2 separate regions of the Oryctolagus cuniculus genome follow, and region 1 is linked to region 2. Evidence: chromatin contacts called from public Hi-C data. All regions are on one chromosome and are shown on one strand. The core of a region is the stretch at or near the end of the contact, and the rest is flanking DNA. Distances in the headings are between cores, read along the strand shown. Region 1 overlaps APBA1 (amyloid beta precursor protein binding family A member 1). Region 2 holds the start of APBA1 (amyloid beta precursor protein binding family A member 1).

Region 1 (3,635 bases), core at 359-2,858, 110 kb after region 2:
TTGTTAAACTCCATGGGAGGAACGGGAGGATAAATTACTTAGAGTGTGAGCTTGTGTTTGGGCTCAATGTAAATTGATTTTCAGGCAGGACATCTTCATTTTATGCATAAAGAATGAGCCATTAGCTGCTTACTCTCCATTGGCTCTGCGGTACGCAGTTCCTATGTCTTGAGGAGAAAAGCACAATGCAACCAACCAGGTGGGGGCCTATCTGCGCTCAGCTAAGTTCAGTCGGCTGCAGGTTATGCAGGCCATCCGGAAGCTGGCACCGCCGCTGGCATCCCACCCACCTGCTCCCCAAAAGTCCTTCATGATGGTCTAAAAGCATGCCAACAGCCCCCTCCATTGCCTCCAGTGTCCTTTTCTGGGTCTTTCTGGCCGGGAGCCCCGACTCTCTGGAAGGAGCCCCCTCCCCATCTTGCCACGCCCACTGGGCTGTGTGGTCCTTCTTTCCACTCTGAGCAATTCCATCTGGGCCCCTCAGGCCCTGTCACCTGGCCGCCTGCCCTGTCTTCCGCACCGCTCTGCTCCGACCACAGACCCTGTGCCTTCTGTGGAGCAGGCTGGACGAGTTTCCACACTTAAGGGAAGTTGAGAAAGAGAAAGCCTGCACCCGTGTGTACCGCAAAGATTAAAGGGGAACCTGGACAGTTTCTGATTTGCCATTACACTAATCAAGGCGCCGTGGAAACATGAGCAGCCTGCACACTTCAAATGCTGAGTAATTAGGGTTTTCATCCCAGCAACAGAGAAGGTTACTCTTTTTGCAGCAAAATAGGCTAACACTTGCAGAAAAAATAAAGGAGGTGATAAAAGAGAGATTCTGAAATCCTATAAGCTACATTTTCAAAGGAAGCCAATTATTCCATTGTGAAATATTGATGGCGCCCTGCACGGCCCCCAGCACATCCTGCTGTGTCAGTGTGCAGCAGCACAGCTGTGCCCTCGTCGCCAGAAACCTCTCTCAACATTTTTCTTATCACCCACCAACAAATGGATGTGTAATGAAGACAGAGATGTCTTCCATCCGCTGGTTCACTCCCCAAATGGCCGCAACAGCCGAAGCTGAGCTGGTCCAAAGCCAGGAGCCAAGAGCTTCTTCTCAGATTCCCCCGTGGGTGCAGGGGCCCAAGCCCTGCCCAACCCCAGGCGCATTAGCAGGGAGCTGGGTGGGAAGCGAGGCAGCCGGGACTCGAACTGTCGGTCAGACCTGGGAAGCAGCCACTCAACCCGCAGCACCACAACACTCAGGCCTGCATCTTCCCATTTTAAACCCAATGATGGGAAAACTTAGCTCCACTTTTTGCAACAATCATGAGAAGTCGGTTTAAAAAAGAAAAAGAAAAGCTGGCCTGCCGAATCCTCGCGTAAGCCCCCTTCCCGTGCTGCTACTCACCCCTCCAGAAACTTCTGTTGCCAAAACTACAAACCCCCACCGCTGCAGACGCCACGGGTGGAGTTGGGCAAATGGAACGGTTTGTATCAAGGTCCTCGTCTCTGCGGTTACGCGCTTTGACCACGAGAGGGCGCCTGCGCAGACCCCGCGTGGTGTGAGAAAAGGCAGAACTGCGGAATCAGGGCGCGTGCGGACCGCCCCGTGAGTTCTTACAGGGTGTGCGGCTGATGACTCGTGGGGGCAAGGCAGCAGCAAGTGAGATGTCCGTGTGTTTCAAGACAGCCCTGGACGAGAGGGAGACCAAAGGTGCAGTGGAGGCCGCCGCGGGCTATGCAGCCCTCCAGGTCGTGGGCCAAACACGGCTCTCAGCGCCCGGAACAGCCTCCTTCCACTCACACCCTCCACGTGGTAAAGACAGACCGCCGCGAGGGAGCCCGCAGGACCCGCAGCGAGGCCTGGAGCCGCGTGACATGTGTGCCGCGCAGGCTCCGGGGGCGCGTGTTCCCCCCCACGGCCCGTCTCCCCACGTTACCGTCCCGTTGCTCTGTGCGCCCTCTGGTGGCTGCAGCAGGAACCGACGGTGATCGGGGGCGCGCTGGGGCCCTTCTGCGGGATTTGACTGGCAGGTGCCACGTTGGAAGAGCTTTGGGTGTGGCAGGCACCGTCCAGCTCAGGCCACCGTCCCCACCACAGGGATGGTCATATGAAGGTACTTATTTTAAAAGTTCGTGGGAAATGGGATTTAAAAATGCTTATTTTGGTGAAAAAATCTTTTTTGAAGTCCGTTCATAGTTTTCTTATAAGGCCCGTTTTCCATAGACGGTTTGAATTTTATCCCACATTATGTCATTTACCCACCTGGCCCTGCTCCACCTGTGCGATCCAGAGGCTGGCTGTGTACATGCAAGGGCGTGAGAAATACTGGCCTTGTTATTACGAAGAGGTGTCTCCTAATATCTGGGTACACGGCTGTCCCGACAGCCCTACTGCCTTGTACTCTCTGGGAGCCTGCATCCCATTAATTGGTCAGAAGGTATTCCCAGGCAGGCAAGCAGACGTTCCACGTATCAGCCCGCTGAGAAATAGGACAAGCCTTTCAGAAGAGCTTGCACCCCCCGTTGCTGCTGTAACAAGTTCCGGTGAATGCCGGAACTTCGAACAACCGTCATGTCCCATACCGCACCTCTGCAGAGCAGGTGCTGGTGCAGGTCCCCAGGAGCTGAAATCCGCTGTGGGCCGAGGTCCCCTCTTTCTGGAGGCTCTAGGGGAGGAGCCATGTCCCTGCTTAAGAGGGTTTTGGGCAGGATTCGCTTCTTGAGGTTGCAAGAGTTCCCCGTTTCCTTGGGGGCGGTCAGCCAGGGCCCGTCCCAGTTGTGTGGGTTGCTCGACTTAGGCCTCCTTGGACCATCTTCAAAGTCAGCGATGGCGGGGCCAGGGGGCCAGCCCTCCTCCTGCTTCCAGGCTCCTCTCTCTGACACAGCTGGAAAAGATCCTGCAATCTCAAGGAAGGACTCAGGGCTGGGTTGGACGCACCCCAATAATGCAGGGTAATCGCCCTCTCTCAAGTTCCGTCTCTTTAATCATGTCTCCCAAATCCCTTCCTGATTCTGCACCAGTTCCAGGGACGAGGGCCGAGACAGCTTTGGGGGCCGTTCTTCTGCCGGGCCCAGCACTACCCAGTGCTTGGTTTGCGGGAGCTGCACGTGTGGACTGTGCTAAAAATTGGACATGGGATGTCCTCTGGGTAAAGCTCTCAGCCAGAGATGGTGAAAGCTCGGATCTCATCCTAGCCTTGCAGTCATGACCTGGCCAAGGCTGTGGAGCTTTGCTTCTTTTAGAATATTGCCAGTATGCCCAGCTGAAACGATCCTAGAGGCTGAAAATGAATGCGATGGATTAACCTTTTGGTAATCCGCGTTTCCAGTGACTGGAGTCGCCGTTCTTCCCTAATATCTCACAGAACTTTGGGGAGCGGGGCAGGGAGGTAGCGAGATGTCCAGCCATAAGACAACAGCCGCAGAAAGTCTCTGCAGCTCATGGGGGTCTCTGGGGCACATTTCTGGTGGAGGAGTGGCCATGGAAATCCTGCACGAGGACCCCAGAGAAAGCGCTCACAGAAATGGGCTCTGCTGACACAGCCTTGCTCGCCTGTGCCCGGGAGCAGACTGCCCCCTTGAACTTGGGAGTTGAGTTGGGACAGGCGTGCAGCCTAGCCATTAAGTTGTCCACACCCCTTACC
Region 2 (3,695 bases), core at 612-3,111:
ACTGGCCATAGCGGCCACATGGCGGGGTGAACCAACAGAAAAAGGAAGACATTTTTCTCTGTCTCTCTCTCTCTCTCACTGTCTAACTCTGCCTGTCCAAAAAATATATATATATATATATATATATATATTCCGTGACTTTCTAGGATCATAAAAGAATAGCCTTGTTTTAACTGGCTCACAGTCTCCCCTACAGGTTCTGGCTGCTACTGTCTCTCCGCCTTGTGGCCCTCCAGCCCCAGCTGCTGGGGCCTTTTCACGTTTGCTGTCCTGTCCCTGGAGCGTCTCACTGCTGCCTCTCCTGGGCAACCTGGAATGACATTTCCTTAGAAAGCCTTGACCTAGTCCTGGAGTCCGATCAGGTTGCCCCCGTGCACCTTCAGCGCCTTTGCGGTTGATAACTTATCACGGTTCCTCGTAATGAGTTCTGAGTGTTTAATATCATCTACCCCAGCGAGAGGCAGTGGAACAAAGACCACGGCCGGCTCCTGTAAGAGCATACGCCAAATCAATAGTGAGGGAAAAAAATCGAACAATGTCACAGGACTAGCGTGATACATCTTCCTGGCTTAAAATATTTACATTTTACTAAAAGGCCTTCTGTGGGGGAGGGAAGAGCTCTTGTTTATTAAGGCCACTCCCCATCCCCGGCAGAGGTTCGCTGTGAGGTACAAAGCAAATTGATACGAATTTTAAATTGAAAGGATTTCCAGAAGGCTTCATGCTGTGTGCCCTGCCCCGCTGATATCTCTGCAGGAATGGTGCTTAAATAATATGGAAACACGGTGTGGTAAAAGCTCCGTTTTCCACCGTGTCTGGATAACCAAGGTTCATCGTCATACTAGACGAGAATCCGAGCTTGTGTATGAAGAGGGCTGTGTGGATCATGGGGCTTCATCATCACTGGGAAATGTGTGTCCTGGAGAGGGGGCACAACTGGACCCCGACAAAGCCAATTACAGGGGAGGCTGGCGCCAGAGTGCAAGCCCACCCCCACCGCACCCCACCCCCCGGGACCTGCCTGTCCATCAGCCCATAGCTTCTCATTAACGCACAGCACCTGCCACCCGGTCCCCTGAAAACAGTCCCCTCCTTCCCGAGCTGGGGCGGGTGGCCTCTGTCAGGCTCAGAGACACTGCAAGTTCCGAGCACCCAGAACTGACACGCGAGCGGGAAAACCGGACGTCTCCCGGCATCCTTAACCCAGAGGCTGGCTTTCTGCTCTCCTTGGTCGGACCGGGCAGTTCGCCTCCGGGGCCGCCAGCCGGCCGGCGTGGCTCAGGCGCCAGCCAACGCGCGTCGCCCTCTTGCGGCGGCAGCGCCAGGGCGCAGCGCGTCCGGAGACAGCCGCACCCGCGTTTCGGGGGCCGGGGGAGCGGGAAGCTTGGAGTAACGAGCGAGCGAGTGAGCGAGCACACGCGGCCTGGCCACTTCCTACGCGCAGAGGTTGGCCACAGCCGCTGGTCAGCAAACCGGGGACCCCCTGAGGCTGCCGCGGAGGGGCGTGGAAGTCCCTGGCAGGCCCCTCAGGGACGCAGCCGCACGTCTCCCTCCCTGCCCTCGGCCTGGAGCCCGAGTGAGGGCTGGCGGGGCTCGCCCGAGAGCGCCTTGGGCGCGACGGGCAGCAAGAGGGCGCGGACACCCGGCATGCTCACCCGCGCGGCTGTGGCCGGGGTGCAGCAGCCAGCCGCCCGCCTCGGGCTCGCGCGGCGCGCGCACGCGGGTGGGCGTGGGAGGCAGGGGCGCTACTAGCACGCGGCGAGCGCGCGCGCGGGCGCGCTCCCTCAACAGGCCGGAGCGGCCCGGCCCCGCTGCGCGTCACGAGGGGCGAGCGAGAGAGCGAGCGAACGAGCTGGCGGGCGGGCGGGCGGGAGGGGAGCAGGGGGTGGGGCCGCGGGACCGGAGGGGCCCGAGCGGCAGCTGCGGAGCCCGAGCCGGAGCTGGGCGAGGGCGGCTGTGGTCGCGGCGACGGCGGCGCGGCAGCGGGAGAAGATGGTGGCGCTCGAGGTAGGAGCGGCTGGAGCGGAGCTTTATTCCCAGGCTTGGCACCGACGCTGTCATTAGCGCCGCCTGCTCCCGCGGGCCCGCGGACCCAGCTGTCAGGCAAGGTACCACGGCCGGGGAGGGGTGGCGGAGTGGGGGTGCCCGGCGCGGATGCCGCCCAGACCTAGCCCCGGTGCCCGCCGAAGGGGCAGGAGGAGCTGCATGGAACAATAGTGCCGTTGAGAGGGGACGGCGGGCGACGTCCAGGGGGCAGTGCCTGGAGCCGGCGAGCTCCAGCGAGGCGGGGGAAGGGGGCGTAGTGGGGAGACGCCGGGTGTCCGGCGCGCGCCGAGACCCCGGGGCTTCGGGGTCAGCGCGCGGGCCTGGTGACAGTCGCGACAGGAGTGTGTGTGTGTGTGTGTGAATGTGAGTGAAAGGTTCAGCAGAGGGGATGGGGGTGGCGGACCCAAGGGGTTGGGGGATGACATTTCCAGGAATCCCCGCTAGGATCCCTCCTCTCCTGCGACTCTCCGGGAGCAGGAGCGTGCCTATGGAAGCAGTGGGGCCGGCAGGATGCACTTGGGATGTGAAGTGCGGAGGGAGGCAGAGGGGTAGGCGCAGGTTTGTACAATCCCGTGGAAGCGTGTGGTTGTCTTCTCGCTCCCGGAGCTGCACCCTAAACCCACAGGTCTGCTAGTGCCAGGACTTGGGGCCACCGGCCCAGACTGTGGGGGCAGTGTTTGCTGTTTCGACCCTGCAACTCTGAGTCCTGCGTGCGGATGGCCGCGGGCAGGGGTTCTCACTTCCCCTTTCTCTGGCCCCATGACTTGGGGATGTGGAAGTTGGCATGTCGCGTTGGGGCGCACGCCCGGGAGAATGGTGATCGTGGTTGCACGTTCAGGGCTTGCTGGTGTGCCCAGGTTGGAAGCGAGCTGCCCGCCTGTGACACTGTTCTCCTCAGCCCCTCGACTGCAAGGGTCTTGGACTGTCTCCGCCGTTTCTGTCGTTTATCTCCTGTCTGACCTGAAAGGGGGGAGGGGGCGGTCTTTAATGGTTGCTCTCCCCTTCGCCGCAACTTTGCCAATCAACCAGATCTTCTCCCTCGCGTGGCCAAGCCCTGAAAAGCTTGTGGCTGAAGGATGAGCGGCCTTTGTGTTGGCTCCCTTAGAAGGAACTCTGGAGGTGTGCACAGGGAGAGAGATGGGAGAAGAGTCTTTAAAAAGAAGAGCAAGATCCTGCTGAGAAGTGTTTGGTGCCCTTTTGGCCAGCATCACCCAACCAGGGCGTTTACTGGAGGAAATGGGACACTTTATTTCTTCTGCTGGAGACAGCCACTCTCCAGGCTCTTACAATGGCTAGGTGGTGCCCTGTGTGTCCCTTGGGTACCGAAATATCCCAAGACCCACGGTGATGAGTTCCCTGGTTGGTGAAGTCCCTGCTTTGCTACTGGATAGGGTCCCCCCACCCCCATGGCATTTGGTCAATGTCAGGCTGGGAATAACTCATCCAGCGGGAACCAGGATGCAGAGACGCCTGCAGAGACTGTAGCTGGGTGATAAAGATAGGGTTGTGTAGGGCTGAATGGAGAGAGGGAGAGAGAGGAAGGGAGATGGCATATCCATGTGTGGGTCTGCTGCAGTTTGGCTCTCCGGTGGCCGTATTTCTCCTGCAATGTTCATAGGAGTGAATGCACCTTTACACTGAATACCTTG

What was found. Hi-C and Micro-C count contacts between places; a contact is called where the count stands out from the background.
Region 1: a contact with region 2 is called in a Hi-C map of psoas muscle, with 4 times the contacts expected there. The contact joins the enhancer-like site here to the promoter of APBA1 in region 2. A contact is called at or near these places in 3 of 6 Hi-C or Micro-C datasets (ear pinna, psoas muscle and an unstated tissue).

Annotation. Positions count from the first base shown.
Region 1 is chr1:160,910,318-160,913,952 of mOryCun1.1, forward strand. The region is part of intron 1 of APBA1 (amyloid beta precursor protein binding family A member 1); the gene reads left to right. Among named protein-coding and RNA genes, the nearest start is that of APBA1, 110 kb to the left of the region's middle. Within about 2 kb of position 1,609, at least 1 of the 8 cell types and tissues checked has an H3K27ac peak or open chromatin away from gene starts, as enhancers often do.
Region 2 is chr1:160,800,282-160,803,976 of mOryCun1.1, forward strand. It overlaps APBA1 (amyloid beta precursor protein binding family A member 1), which reads left to right and starts at 1,862. Exons shown (of 12, transcript XM_051846441.2): 1 at 1,862-2,108.